Linked DNA regions of Mus musculus: all the other regions are linked to region 1. A link is a contact called in public promoter capture Hi-C data. All regions are on one chromosome and are shown on one strand. Each heading gives the region's core, a stretch centred on a gene start, on an enhancer-like site or on the middle of the called end of the contact. The rest is flanking DNA. Distances are from core to core; before and after follow the strand shown. Region 1 holds the start of Nrm (nurim (nuclear envelope membrane protein)). Region 2 holds the start of Amdhd2 (amidohydrolase domain containing 2). Region 3 holds the start of Eci1 (enoyl-Coenzyme A delta isomerase 1). Region 4 holds the start of Mlst8 (MTOR associated protein, LST8 homolog (S. cerevisiae)).

Evidence for each region. Promoter capture Hi-C pulls out the DNA fragments that hold promoters and counts their contacts.
Region 2: a promoter capture Hi-C map of pre-B cells shows a contact between it and region 1. The contact joins the promoter of Amdhd2 here to the promoter of Nrm in region 1. A contact is called at or near these places in 3 of 39 promoter capture datasets (cranial neural crest, pre-B cells and second pharyngeal arch cranial neural crest).
Region 3: a contact with region 1 is called in a promoter capture Hi-C map of cranial neural crest. The contact joins the promoter of Eci1 here to the promoter of Nrm in region 1. A contact is called at or near these places in 1 of 39 promoter capture datasets (cranial neural crest) and 1 of 484 Hi-C or Micro-C datasets (B cells).
Region 4: a promoter capture Hi-C map of second pharyngeal arch cranial neural crest shows a contact between it and region 1. The contact joins the promoter of Mlst8 here to the promoter of Nrm in region 1. A contact is called at or near these places in 3 of 39 promoter capture datasets (cranial neural crest, pre-B cells and second pharyngeal arch cranial neural crest) and 1 of 484 Hi-C or Micro-C datasets (B cells).

What each region holds. Positions count from the first base shown.
Region 1 is chr17:35,859,190-35,862,866 of GRCm38.p6, reverse strand. It overlaps Nrm (nurim (nuclear envelope membrane protein)), which reads right to left and starts at 1,549. Exons shown (of 4, transcript NM_134122.2): 1 at 1,350-1,549. The coding sequence starts at 1,482. It overlaps Mdc1 (mediator of DNA damage checkpoint 1), which reads right to left. Exons shown (of 16, transcript NM_001010833.2): 16 at 3,197-3,677.
Region 2 is chr17:24,161,993-24,165,669 of GRCm38.p6, reverse strand. It overlaps Amdhd2 (amidohydrolase domain containing 2), which reads left to right and starts at 1,937. Exons shown (of 11, transcript NM_172935.4): 1 at 1,937-2,088; 2 at 2,338-2,474; 3 at 2,555-2,694. The coding sequence starts at 2,006. Atp6v0c (ATPase, H+ transporting, lysosomal V0 subunit C) reads left to right here. Exons shown (of 3, transcript NM_009729.4): 2 at 788-971; 3 at 1,062-1,805. The coding sequence ends at 1,266.
Region 3 is chr17:24,424,825-24,428,501 of GRCm38.p6, reverse strand. It overlaps Eci1 (enoyl-Coenzyme A delta isomerase 1), which reads right to left and starts at 1,819. Exons shown (of 7, transcript NM_010023.4): 1 at 1,760-1,819; 2 at 1,563-1,649. The coding sequence starts at 1,799. It overlaps Rnps1 (RNA binding protein with serine rich domain 1), which reads right to left. Exons shown (of 9, transcript NM_009070.2): 9 at 2,604-3,416. The coding sequence ends at 3,317.
Region 4 is chr17:24,477,421-24,481,097 of GRCm38.p6, reverse strand. Mlst8 (MTOR associated protein, LST8 homolog (S. cerevisiae)) reads left to right here and starts at 2,020. Exons shown (of 9, transcript NM_001252464.1): 1 at 2,020-2,086; 2 at 2,640-2,778; 3 at 2,936-2,987; 4 at 3,073-3,235; 5 at 3,593-3,668. The coding sequence starts at 2,650.

The sequences.
Region 1 (3,677 bases), core at 300-2,799:
GGTGCATATCTTTAATCCCAGGACTTGGGAGGCAGAGGCAGGTGGATTTCTGAGTTGGAGGCCAGCCTGGTCTACAGAGTGAGTTCCAGGACAGCCAGGGCTACACAGAGAAACCATGTCTTGGAAAACCAAAAAAAAAAAAAAAGAGAGAGAGAGAGAGAGAGAGAAAGAGAGAGAGTGCATTGGCTAGGAGGCAGAGGCAGGTGGATTTTTAAATTCGAGGCCAGCCTGGTCTACAGTGAGTTCCAGGACAGCCAGGGCTATGCAGAGAAACCCTGTCTCCCCCCTCCCCCCTCAATAAGCACTGGCTGCTCTGGCTGCTCTTCCAGAGGTCCTGAGTTCAATTCCTAGCTACCACATGGTGGCTTACAACCATCTGTAATAGGATCTTATGCCCTCTTCTGGTGTGTCTGAAGACAGCTAAGGTTTACTCATATACATAAAATAAATAAATCTTAAGAAAGAAAGAAAGAAAGAAAGAAAGAAAGAAAGAAAGAAAGAAAGGCATGGTGGCCCACACCTTTAATCCCAGTACTCGGGAGGCAGAGGCAGGCGGATTTCTGAGTTTGAGGCCAGCCTGGTCTACAGAGTGAGTTCCAGGACAGCCAGAGCTATACAGAGAAACCCTGTCTCAAAACACCAAAATAAATAAATAAATCTTAAAAAAAAAAAAAAAAAAAGAATACATAGGCCTCTGAATTCCAAGCCAGCTGGGGATACATAGAAATACCCTGAAAAAAAAAACCCAAAAACAAACAAACAAACAACTCAAGGTTGTCCTTCAGCAGCCGTTTGCACTGCACACACAGGAGCACAAGCACACATTCCACAATTATATTCATTCACACACACACACACACACACACAAGCAAGCAAGGAGACTAGGGAAGTGGTCTTTGGTGTGGTTTTCTTGTTTGCTTTTCCAAGACAGGGTATCTCTACATACATAGTCCTCACTCAATAGATCAGGCCTTGAAATCAGTAATGATAGACCTTCAATCAAGAGATCCGTTTGCCTCTGCCCCCTCCAATAATAGGGTTAAAGGTGTGAGCTACCACATCTCGCTGTCTGGGGTTTTCTAGCAGCGTTTCCCCTTTTTTATCTTTCTCCTTCCCCTGGCTCTCCTCACAAAACCCCACCCCCACCCCGGGCCGTACTCTGTCAGTCTTCACTCGCAGCTTTCTGCACAAGACTAATCTTGGAGTTTCTGATTTAGCCTCCGCTCCCTTCCCAGCAGCGCCTCCCAGCTTTGGCGGTTTCCCTGTCATTTGTTTCCATGCCCCGCCCTCGCCACGCTGCTTCGGCTCCTCCTCTCCGCTTCAGCTCGCCCTGGATCCCTGCGGCTCACCGGGACCGCCAGACTCCGGGATCCCTCCAAGCAGCGGCCTCAGGGAGGTGAAACGCACGAATTCCACTCCGGTGCCAAAGGCCAGGATGAAGGAGGCGAGGGCCGCAGGAACCAGCAGCAGCGCCGGTGCCATGGCGAGCAGCGCGGAGCCTGAGGAGAAGGCGGGCTCAGGGTTCCCGCGACTGCTGGCCCTGCCCAGGTCCCGCCTCCTTGGGGGTGCTGGCGGCAAGGCGGGGACCGCGAGCGGCGCGTCACAGCGCGGAGTTGGAATCCCAGGCGTCGTCAGGGCAGCTGGTCTGCGGCTACCCTTGTGGGTCGAATCTCAGCGCTGTCAGTGTTCTCGAGGAAAGTGAAGACAGAGCCTCCCTTGCGTGGAAACATAAAGAACATCTTGTTTTTAAAGATAATCACTCCTTATTCTCCAGCCTCAATCCCTGATGTGCTGGGGTTACAAACGGCGCCACCCCGCCCAACATAGATTTTTGTATAGTGACCGTTTTAGAGCTGGGTGTGGTGGCTCGTGCCTGTAATTCCAGTACTCGGAAGGGTGAGGCAGGAGAATTTGAAGTTAGCTTGGACTGCATATGGAGACCGGTTCCGAAAAAGCCATTAAAAAAAAAAAGAGAGAGAGAGAGACAAGGTCGGGAGATGGTGGCATATGGATCTCCAAGTTCCAGGCCAGCCTGGCCTATATAGTCAGTTCTAGGATAGCCAAAGGCTACACAGAGAAACCCTGTCTCTAAAACCAAAGACCGAGTAATGAAAGGCTCAATCACCATAGCTATCCAAGTACAGGGTCCTCAGAAGACAAGAGCTGATTCTCTCAGATTACAGATAGAGCAAGGGCAGGGAGGCTGGTTGCTCCCAAGACGTCTGGACCAAGTTCTAATGCATTGTATAGCACTTTTCCTCCCCACCCTGATCTCTGCTTGGGAAATGTATTGAGTGGGCTCCATCTGTGAATGTTTTTGAAGAAGTTCTGTACTTACATTTATTTTGCCTTTATGTGTATTGATGTTTTGCTTGCAACTATGTGAGTGTCAGATCTTGGAGTAACAGTGGTGAGCTGCCATGTGGGTGCTGGTATTTGAACCCAGGTCCTCTGGAAGAGCCCAGTACCCTCAACCACTGAGCTCTCTCCAGCCCCCACTTGGACTGCTCAAAAAAAAAAAAATGTATATATATTTTTAATGGCAGAATCTAGCCAGGTGGTGGTACACGCCTTAATGGCAGAATCTTCATGTAGCGCAAGATGGCTTCGAACTTGCTGTTATGTAGCTGAGAATCATCTTGAGCAGATCCTCTTGCCTCTGCCTCCAAGTGCTGGGATTATGGCCTAGCATCACATCCTGGCTCCACTGATCTTCTAGACACTGTGAAGTGGTCCCAGAAGAGCTTATAGGTGGGAAACAAGCAGTTGACTATGTGTGGTTTCTCTTTAACCTGTTTCCTCCTTAAATCATAATGCAAGCTCTAGGGAGGCAAATGCCTAAGGCTCACTGTCCATCCAGCCCAGCCTAAGGGTGCCCCATGTCCCAGTGAGATTCCCTATCTCAAAGAAAAACAAAGTGGCCCGAGGAAAGACATCCAAGGCTGACTTCTGGCCTCCACAGGCATCAAATGAACAATGGTCTAGGACTACTGCTTAGCGGTGAAGCTTTTGAGCAGCATTTCAGGAAGCCTTAGATTCAACCCCCGGCACCACCAAAAAAGAAAAACCTTAAAGATCAAGCATATAACTGGGGTGTGAATGAGTTGTAAAGCAATTGCCTGTCATGAGTTGGGCCTCATTTGTGCCAACCACCAATAGTTCTCTAAGCTTATACATAATTCACTGCAGGAAAATATAAAGTAAGCAACTTTTTTATTGAAGTGAAATTCATAAAGCAAAAAAAACCCAACCCTTTTATACATTAGTACTTAATATTCTGCATTATGTACAATCACTTCCTCTTTCTGATTCCAAGTCTTTCAACTCCCCACAGGGGAACACTAGACCCCTTGAACAGCTTCTGTGTACTCATGGTCTGGCAAGCATCAATTTGCTCTTACCTTTGTGAATTCACACCACACTTTATATATTATTATGCAGGTGGAATCAAACCTGTCCCTTTTGTCTCGCCCTTGTGTTAGGGTGTCTTTGACCACCTTCAAATACTGTGTTTTCACTTCATGTCTGAACATTGCTTTCTGTGCAGACAGTATATATGCTCATCCTTGCTGAACAAAAATCTTCAGCTTTTCTATATTTGGAAAGAGGTGAGGGGCTGGGAATAAGGTTTAGTGGTAGAGGCTTTGCCTAGCATGCATAAAGGAAGGAAGCTCCAG
Region 2 (3,677 bases), core at 688-3,187, about 12 Mb after region 1:
GGTTCCGTGAGATCCATAAGTCATATAGAGGAGGGGCTGGAGCTGTTCATGTCTCTTTTACCTCTGGCCCATGTTGTTTTCTGTGTATTGGGTTATGCACAACTTCCCCCACAATGGCCATGGGTGCCCTGGGCAAAGATTTTGGAGGCTCCAGTGTCAGCCATATTAGTAGCTCAATATTTCTTATAGGGTCTGAGGACAAGTGGCAGAAATGAGAAGAATTGGAGTTCAAGACCTGAAGATAGGAGAGGGAAACAAAGTCCGGAAGGGTAGCAGTCTCTCTTGGAGAGGTTGAAGTGGGGGGGCAGTACCAGAAGAAACAGATATAACTCTGTTGTCCTGTCTGGGAAGGCTTGAAGGCCCCACTGTAGGCAGACTCTAGGCAGGAACTGATTGACACTGGAGTGGCCTCTGGGCAGCTGACATGTAGCTCTTATGCTGGAAGTGCCTGGAGCTTAGGGTGTGGGACAGGGATTGCCAGAGTCTCGAGCAAGGCTCTCCTTGGCCCAGCCGCCTCTTCCACGTGACTATGTTGCCAGAGATCACAAGCTAGGGAAGGGGAGTGCTAGGGAACAAAGTCTGGTTTCACAGCAAACGAGCCCCCATGACCACAGGAAGAACTGCAGGCGGAAGTAGAGCAGGAGGTTGGAGGTATGGCTCTGCTAGTGGGAAGAGAAGTGGCTGCTGCTCTTGCTTGGCTGCCCGCCTCAGTTCTTGTAATGGGTGGGAACCTGGGGAGCAGAATGGAAAAAGCTGCTCTGGGCTCACTTACTCTCTCCTCCCACAGCCATGGGAGCCGCCTATGGCACAGCCAAGAGTGGCACTGGCATCGCAGCCATGTCAGTCATGAGGCCAGAGCTGATCATGAAGTCCATCATCCCAGTGGTTATGGCTGGGATCATCGCCATCTACGGCCTGGTGGTGGCAGTACTTATCGCTAACTCCCTGACTGATGGCATCACCCTCTACAGGTGAGTGCTGGGCCTTTCCTCCCAGGTGAAGTGCTTCATTGTCCTGTGGACAGGCAGATTGCTGACAACCTGTGTCTCTTCTCTCCCCAGGAGTTTTCTTCAACTGGGTGCTGGCCTGAGTGTGGGGCTGAGTGGCCTGGCTGCTGGCTTTGCCATTGGCATCGTCGGAGATGCTGGTGTTCGGGGCACTGCCCAGCAGCCTCGACTGTTCGTGGGCATGATCCTGATCCTCATCTTTGCGGAGGTGCTTGGCCTCTACGGTCTCATCGTGGCCCTAATCCTCTCCACAAAGTAGTCCTTTTCCACCATCAGTCACAGGATAGGATGTAAAGATCACCCCTCCTCATTCCAGAACGAACAGCCTGACACATGCACGGGCAGCTGCCCCTCAGTAGTTGGTCTTGTAAATGTGCAGTGTCCTAGTGCCCATTGTCTGTCGCCCCCGCCTTGCCCCTACTGCACCGTGCTGTGGACATACGGGCCCACTCATCTCCCACCCAGGCCCCTGACCAGTGACGAAGTCAGCCTCTGGTTACCCCACCCATCGCCCTAGAGTGCTCCTGTGTATAAGAATGAACTAGAGTTGTCATTTTTCTCTTCACTGGATGTTTATTTATAAAAGATTTGACCTATTCATGCGTCTGTGGAGCAGCTCCTGTCTCCCAACTATATAGTAATCATTAGTAGACTGTTGCCTTGTGGGGTTCCTGTTGCTGAGACTCCTTGGATGGAGCCACCCTTCCCCCTGCCCTGAACAGCCAGGGTGGAGGATAGAGTGCTACTGCTCCTCAGAGCTGGCTCCCAGCTGTGTCCAATAAAAGTTCTCGGATGTGACTGGCTTGTGTTCTGGCGCTTCTGTGGGCGGGCCTGGCAGGGTTTGTCATCATGTGGTCGCCACCACGTGAGCACCGCGGCCACGTGACAGCCCCTTCAGCTGAGAGTCACGTGATGCGACCTGGCCCCGCTTCCGATTACGGCTGCTCCGGGCTCTGCCGGCTTGCGCCCAAAGCTTGCTGGGTTCGGCGCGACTCACGATGCGTAGCGGGCAGTGCGCAGCGGGGGCCCCGGTGCTCCAGTTCACCAACTGCCGCATCCTGCGTGGCGGCACGCTCCTCAGGTCTGGGCTGCATGGTGCAGGCTTAGGCTGGGTATAGAGCTGATGATACGCCAGTGCGGGGTGCAGAGATGGGGATAGTGTAGGGCATAAGCCCTGAAAGGGGCAGGAATGTGGAGGGCGGGACTATCGTGGGTGTGTGGCCGGGACCAAGAAGAATAGTGGGTGCAGGGACAAGCTGGGTGCGAGATAGAACTAGGGTTTGGTTCCAGGGCCTGGTGGTGATCCAAGTGCCTACTACTCTGCCCTCAGGGAGGATCTGTGGGTGCGCGGGGGCCGAATCCTGGACCCAGAAAAGCTGTTTTTTGAGGAGAGGCGTGTGGCTGATGAGCAGCGGGACTGCGGAGGCCGCATCCTGGCGCCTGGCTTTATCGATGTGCAGATCAACGGTGCGGCCTGGCTCGGGCCAGGGAACCCAGGGCAGGAGCTCCGAGCACTGTGCTACCCCCCTTGTTTTCTGTGGCCACAGGTGGATTTGGTGTTGACTTCTCCAAGGCTACGGAGGACGTGGGTTCGGGGGTCGCCCTAGTGGCCCGGAGGCTCCTGTCCCACGGTGTCACCTCCTTCTGTCCCACCCTGGTCACCTCCCCACCAGAGGTTTATCACAAGGTGAGATGAGGCCGTTCTACCCCTGAGCAAAGGGGCCCTCAGGAAAGGACCACTTCCTTCACCCGAATCTGGGCTTCCTGGACTTGGGTCCGAGGGGGATCCGCCTCACTTTCAGTTGGGTTCTGCCTGGTCTCTGCAACTGCCAGTGCGGTTGTCCTCACGTTTCCTGCCCCGGTTCTCATCTGCCACGCCCTCCCAACGCCCTGTAGGCAGCCTCTGGGTCTCCTGAACTAAGGTCGCCTGGAATTCTGCCACAGCCATTGTCTCTTGTCTAGCTCTTCCTCCCTAACCTGCTTATGCTGTGTGACTCACATGAAAAAGCCTTTCAGAAAGAGCTGCTGTTGCTGTGGACTGGCTTCTGTCCTCACCCTTCCACCTTCTATCTTAGCAGGAGGTCTGTTGTCTTGTTCCAAATTTCATGTAAGGTTCTCCCACAGTTTTCCCGGTTTTTGTTTGTTTGTTTGTTTTTTCGAGACAGGGTTTCTCTGTATAGACCTTGCTGTCCTGGAACTCACTTTGTAGACCAGGCTGGCCTCAAACTCAGAAATCTGCCTGCCTCTGCCTCCCGAGTGCTGGGATTAAAGGCGTGTGCCACCACGCCAGGCTAGTTTTCCCAGTTTTAAGGAAGCTTGTTTAGGTTGCTGTCTTCATGTGTTCTCTGCGGGTTTATCCCTTAGACCTGAACTCTTGCTTTAAAAACGTGGTATTCTCTTATGCAACACAGTTGACGAATTTAGTAAATGAATGCTGTTATCCATACTCGAATGGATTTTCTCTGTTCCTGTTGTCAATCGCCGCAGCCAGTTTTTCTTCCAGGACAGGATCAGGGAGTGTGTGGTTGCCCGTGGCTTCCTTTCTGGTTGTGTAGACACAGAAGCAGAGGAGGGAACTGTGGGTATTGAGTGTGGGCTGTGCCCTGGGCTGCATAGGCGTCACTCTGGCCCCTTGACTTGCCACCCTTGGAAGACTCAAGACAACCTTAC
Region 3 (3,677 bases), core at 570-3,069, about 11 Mb after region 1:
ACACACCAGAAGAGGGCATTGGAACCCATTACAGATGGTTGTGAGCCACCATGTGGTTTCTGGGAATTGAACTCAGGATCTCTGGAAGAGCAGTCAGTGCTCTTAACCTCTGAGCCATCTCTCCAGCCCTTCAGGGGATTTTAACATCCTATTTTTGGCCTCCACAGGCCAAAACATACAGGAAGGCAAAAACAAACAAACACCAAAAATCCTCCAAACCCACGTACATAAATAAAATAAATTAAAAAAAAAAAAGAAAAAAGTAAAGTGTGACAAACACTTGTGATCACAGCTCTTGGGAGGTAGAGGCAGGTGGGTTAAGTCTCAGCCACACAGTTACATGAGTTCCAGGCCAGCCTGGGATAAATAAAATCCTGTCTCAAACAAAAAAAACCAACAAAAACCCCATAAGCTAAAGGGACATATGGACTTTTAAATTTTGCCTTTGAAATATAGGGACCATTGGCTCTACAAAACCAAAAAAAAAAATAAATAAAACCAGTTGCTATTTTACCTTTGCTTTTTCACTAGAGATACATAAGTTACGTACTTATTACTTAAAATTATATATAAAATATATAGGTAAATATATACATGTAAAAATATATGCCACTACCTTATTACTCTAAATTGTGATGACATCTACATGATAGTCTAAACATCTTGTCACCTTTAAGTGTATAATCCACTGACTTTGCCATGGTATAGTTTTTACTGCTACCTATTGTAGTATTTTTATTTATTTCCTTTTGTGGTACTGGGATTGAAGCCTGCAGGTCTGGCACTATTAAGGCACTTCTTTCTCTCTCCAGTGCACTCATATTCTATCACTCTGGGGGGGGGGGAATCCAGACTTTGCAGACTTTGACCTCCATGTCTAGGTTGAATGCTCCCTCCCCCTATAGACTGTGATCCTAAGCTCTAGCCCTAGCTCTGTCCTCCCCTCCCAGGTTTTTCTTCCATAAGTGCATTGTCACTGTCCTGGAAAATTACAATCTCCCCCTCTCCCCGCATCGTCACTTTAAAAAACAAAACAGCACAGGAAAAGCAGGCTCCAGCCGTAGCCCAGGTTGGCCTCAACTTCACCATCCTCCTGCCTCTGCTTGTGAGGGGAGGTGCTTCCTTCTGTTGTGGGCAGGGAGCGACCCAACATTAACTAGGAAAATGTTGCTGTGCCACATTCCAGTATTAGGAAAATATTCAAAAACGCTCCCAATCATTTTTGTGAGATTTTTGAGACACTGTCTCACGTGGCTCAGACTGGCTTCAGCTGAGTTTACAAGCATGAGCCACCGCCGCAAGCTATAATCATTCTTAACTAATAGTTTAAGTAACAGACCATAACTTTAGGAACTTTAACCAAAGCTTTAAAAACTCACCCATTCTGTCATTTAAACCGCCCGGTATGAACTTAGGTTTTAATCAGAATCTGAGTTTATGTGAGCTTATGCTCACTCCCTGCTTTTGGGAATTCCAAGAGCTCATCGTCAGCCCGACCTCACAGACCGTGTGGGCTCGGAGCCCGAGGACATGAACGAGATGTGGCCCTCCCTCCCTCTCACCTGCCGGGCCCTCCGTCTCCACCAGCACCCGCTTGTTAGCGAAGCGCCGCGCGCCGTCCACCGCTTCCCTGCGCCCGAGGCGGGATCCTGCAGACAGCCCGGAGCACGTTAGCAAGCACGCCCAGACTCTCGCCACCGCCGCCCGCGCACCCAGCCCTGTGAGGCCCTGCACCAGCGCTCTCGCCCGGGCCACGCACCCGCGTGCAGCAGAAGGCGACGCGCAGCAGCCAGCGCCATCTTGGATATCAGTGGGGACTACAGAGCCAGCGGCTTCGCTTCCAGCCCGGCCTTGCAGACTCCTCCTCTCCGGCCGGCCCCGCCCCACAAGGCCAAGGTTAGCCAGTCCGCAGCGTCCAGAGGACTGGGTTTCCCCTGTGCCAGTTAGGGCAGGGTGTGTGTCCAAGAGTGCTTTCATTCTGCTGGGGCGAGCTGCCAGAGCTCAGAGGCACTTGCAGAGCTGGGATTAGGACCATAAATCAAGGCTGGCACCGTAGTGAAAAACAGACGGCCTTGCCAGCACAGGGGTGACTGGGAGGCTTTACCTAGGCTATTTGCCCCAAATAGTGCATTTTTATTTGACTCAATACTCAAGGGGCACAAACACAAGAAGTCTTCCTTTTATTCTTTTTTTTTTTTTTTTTTTGGTTTTTTGAGACAGGGTTTCTGTGTAGTCCTGGCTGTCCTGGAACTCACTCTGTAGAGCAGGCTGATCTTGAACTCAGAAATCTGCCTGCCTCTGCCTCCCAAGTGCTGGGATCAAAGGCGTGCGCCACCACGCCGGGCTGAAGTCTTCCTTCTTGGTTAAGACTTTTCTTCTGTGGTGCACCAGTATGAGACAGAAGAGAGAACTGTCCCTCCCAGTTTTCCTGCGGCGGCAGCATCTCAGGCAGAGTCAGCTTCTGAGCCCCAGGCCGTCTCACCACCTGTCCTCCTGGCTTTTAGAAATGCCACTTTGGGGATTAAACTCAAAGTGAGTTCTTAGTTGAGTCATACAAATTATGACTCTTCTGGACTAAGACAGACAGTAAAACCAGCACTCAATTTGCATTCTAATCCTAGGTTTTATTCAACAGTCCTTTCACTCTACACAAGTACAAACACAACCTTATCTAAAATGCTACAAAGTTATAAAACTCAAAACAAATTTTATAGTACTGACTGTACAATAAAAGCAAAAAGGGGCAATGTACACACTGCCAAGGTTAACCTGCAACATCACCATGAATGGCAGGTGACAACGGGGTGGGGTAGGTTTCATGAGGACCCTGTAGAACTGGCTCACAAATTCTAGAAAGTAACAGAGACACGGGGACAGAAAGGTAACCATTTGTGGAGGAATCCTTCAAAGGTTTTAGCCCTCTAAGTTGAAGCGTACTCAGCAGGGCATGGTCGGCCGAACAGAAGAGCAGTGTGGTCCTTTGCACAGGTGTGGCACAGCGGGGGCTAGACCAGGCTGTCTGGTTCTGGGTCATCTGTGGAAATCCGTGTGCTGCCATAGGTTCCAGCTGGCTCTGCTACCAGCCTATCAAGAACTGAAGGGATGAACTTTCTAGCCAGAAAACTACAGGGCACCTCTATGGGAGCAGCCGTGAACCAACAGTAGCTCTACAAGCCAGAACCCTTCTGTAGAGGAGATATCTCAACTGCTGTACCCAGTAAGGGATCCTTCTCTACAGACCCTCACTTGGCTAGAGAAAAGGACAAAACAGAGTCTGGGGAACATAAGTTACAGAGGTACGAATCAATGTCCCTGCTTATCGGGAGGAGTTGGAGCTGGATCGGCTCCTGTGGCGGCGGCGGCCAGGAGAGCGAGACCTCCTACGCACAGGGGACCTGCGTCTTGGGGATCGAGACCTGTGGGAAGAGAAGCCTGGTCAGCCAAGAGTGCAATATTCAAACAGCACAGCTATGGGACAGACTGGCCTTTCTAAGACAATTCTTTTTCTGTTCACAACCCCAAACGGTGGCTTCTGCTATGTCTCACCCGAAAGCCCCCCCCCCGCCCCCTTCTGGTTTTTCGAGACAGGGTTTCTCTGTATATAGCAGGCTATTCTGGAACTAGATCCACAGACCAGGCTGGCCTCGAACTCCCAGAGATCTGCCTGCCTCTGCCTC
Region 4 (3,677 bases), core at 771-3,270, about 11 Mb after region 1:
AGAGGCAGGCGGATTTCTGAGTTCAAGGCCAGCCTGGTCTACAAAGTGAGTTCCAGAACAGCCAGGGCTATACAGAGAAACCCTGTCTCGAAAAAAAAAAGAAAAACAAACAAACAAACAAACAAACATACAAAACACACCTAGGAGGGAGTCTGTGCCCATGCATTTAATCCAAGCACTTGGGAGGTAGAGGCTGGCAGTTCTCTTGAGTTCGAGGTTAGCCTGGTCTACAGAGCAACCAAACCAAAAATCCATATTAAAAATATGCTAAGGAGGTAAAACAGGGACTGGGGAGAGATATAGGAAGAGGGTGTCTATGACCAGGAACCTGGGTGTGTAGACAGGGGAACCGGCCTTGGCTAAGGAGCTGGACTTACCCTCTCTGTGGCTAGAGGGAAAGGGGGTTGCAGCCCCATCTACTGGTGCAGTGGGAAGAGATCATGAGAAAGCAAGGACAACTTTGTAGAGCTGGGTAATAAAAATGGAGGCATGATAGCAGAATTGTCACCAAGAGACCAGAGAGACTTCACCTAGCCACTGATGGGGACAGATGCAGAGTGCCACAACCAAATACTAGGCGGAGTTTGGAGTCCTGCAGAGGAGGGGGGGGGGATTAGAAGAACTAGAGGGGTCAGGAACACCACAAGAACACAGAGGGGCCGGTGGACCTCCTGGGGTCTTGCAGAGTCAGAGAGCTGCTAAGGCTCTGACCTAGGTCCTCTGCATATAAGCTTGGTGTTCTGGAATCCTAACAGGGCTGGGCTGTCCCTGACTCTGCTGCCTGAGATCCTTCTCCTCTTGCTGGGTTGCCTCTTTCAGCTTTAAAGTGATAGTATGTGCCTGGTTTTATTGTAGCTTGTGTGTGTTTGGTTGATGTCCCTGGGAGGCCTGCTCTTTCCTGAGGGGAAGTACTTGGTGGTGGTGGTGGTGGGGTGAATCTGGGAGAGAGGAGAGAGGAGAGGAGAGGCTTGGGGGAGGGGAGGAAGAGGAAACTGCAGTTGGGATGTAATATAGGAGAGAATAATATTTATATTCCAGCTAGGCTTTCCCCAGCTAGGAATATAAATATTATTCTCTCCTATATGCCTCTGCCTCCCAAGTGCTGGGATTAAAGGCTGCGCCGCCACCACCACCCGGCTAATTTGCTGTTCTTGAATCAGATGTTCTACACCTATCTGTTCAATGTTATTTAGTAGACACATAAAGCTGTTGAGTGCTTGTAATGTATCTATCTAGTCTAAATTGAAACTATTCACAAGAACATGATGCACACTATATTTCAGTTTAAAATAAAAAAGCACAAAATATTTATGTTGAATGTGTTAAAAGAATATTTTTATATATTGGGTTAAATAAAAAGTATTATTAAAAATTTTAAAAAATGGAGGCATGAGAGTCTGCAGTTTTAAACGAGTTTCTGGGCTAGCTTATGTGCCCTCAGGATCAGGCTGAAAGGGTCTAGACTATGGCTACCAGATAAAGCAAATAGAAGTAACAGACTGCCCAGTTGCATTCAAACTTCTTGTAAGAAAGTAATTCTTTTAGTACAGTGTTTGAGATATGCCTATACTAAAAGAAAAAGAGAGAGAGAGAAATTAAGAAATTAAGAAATTAAGAAAGAAAGAAAGAAAGAAAGAAAGAAAGAAAGAAAGAAGGAAAGAGAGAAAAGCTAGGAAGGAAGGAAAAAAGAAAAGAAAAAATGATTTTTATCTGAAAATTTTGCATTACCTAGAAATTCTAGCTTGGTTGGTAGGGTAGGTGATTGTGTATGTCTGCGGGGGGTGGAGGGACGACGACAGTGTAATTCCTTCTGGGAGCCAAGTCTGGAAAATAGGCAGCAGTACCATGGCTGTAGTTCCCAGTGAGTTGAAGGGTGGCGTCGCGGCTGATGGCCATTCTGAGCACGATCACTTCTGGAGTTCTTCGTCTCAGAACTCTGGTATCCCTTTCAACTCCCCCACTCCCCGGACCCATGGTCTCGCCCGGAGTTACTATCGATAGCTCTACGCTCGGCCCGGCTTCTATCGACTAGCTCCTCCTCGCCTCGCCGTCCTGGACTAAGGCAGAGTGCAGAGCGTGTGTTAAGGTACGGGGGACACGGGATGAGGGCTGCTACCGACCACTGGGTGGCTAGGAGAGTGCGGTCGGGGTAATCGGGCCGGTAACACAGAGCCAGGGCGGTGTGCAGAGCACTGGGGAGCGCGGGGGTCCTGCCAGATAGCGCCCCCACCCATCCGATCCCAGTGCCGGTCAACTACGCATGCTCAGCAGCAGCAGTGCCGGGCTTTTCCTTAGTCGCCATGCGCATGCGTTGCCTACCCTTGCGAGAGACGGCGCCCGGGCGATGGCCTTCTGCGTGTGACTGCCTCCTGCTGGCTGCTGGCGAGGTGGCGTCTCCAAGCGTGAGGGTGAAGCTGAAGGAACACTCTCCCGGGAGCAAAGTAGCCGGAGTCTTTTTTTTTGAGACTGTCAGCGTGACCCTGAACACTCTTATTTTTCTTAGTTTTAAAGTGAAGTTAATACCGGTACACTGTAGTGTGCAGATTGTTATGCGTACATCTTTTCTCTCCAAACGTTTTGACCTTTGGACCTTACTTATCACCTCTTGGCCCAGTGCAGGTCTCATTTTTTTTCTCCAGCCATCAAACAATGAATACCACCCCAGGCACAGTGGGCAGTGACCCTGTCATCTTAGCAACTGCAGGCTATGACCACACGGTGCGCTTTTGGCAGGCTCACAGTGGAATCTGCACTCGAACAGTGCAGCATCAGGACTCTGTATCCTCCTCTTGGCAGCAGGATGGTGCTGGCCAGAATTAAGTATGAATGATATGTGTTTGGGGAAACTCAGGCCAGGTGGTGGAGGTCTTGATGGCCTTGTAGCCCCAAGGTTTCCCTCTCTGGGTTCTCTTCCTGTTATCCTTAACATGCTCAGCAGGTAAATGCATTGGAGATTACTCCGGACCGAAGCATGATTGCTGCTGCAGGTACCTGAGATTCTCGACCTCTGACCCTTTACTGGCCGTAGTTCTACCTGGCACACCCATGCTTCAATTCCCCCTGTGTCCCTAGGTTACCAACATATCCGCATGTATGATCTCAACTCCAATAACCCCAACCCCATCATCAGTTATGACGGAGTCAGTAAGAACATTGCATCAGTGGGCTTTCACGAGGATGGTCGCTGGATGTATACAGGTGGCGAGGACTGCACAGCTCGCATCTGGGACCTCAGGTGGTGTTGTGTGTTGGGCTGAAGAGGACGGCTGCCCGGGGAGTGGGCAGGCCAGGGGATTGTCTGTGGGCAGGCTATTCTGCAATCAGTTAGTCTTAGTGCAAGAGGGGTTGAGCGGGCGATGGAGGGAAGGTAGAAAGCAGAATAGAATTACATCAGAGAGCTAGCCTTGCCTTGAGGCTAGGGGGCCAGACTTTCCTTCCCTTTTCACTGACCTCAAGCTTGTGGAGAAAGAGCTAAACTTCACAACCATTTCTCCTAAGGTAGAAGCAACTCCTTTGAGCAGAGAATGGGGGCTTTTGGTAGAGGCATGGATCAAATCCATTAGAAGCCATGTGTAACCTTAACTCCCCACAGGTCCCGGAACTTGCAGTGTCAGCGTATCTTCCAGGTGAACGCACCCATTAATTGCGTGTGTCTGCATCCCAACCAGGTGAGGAAT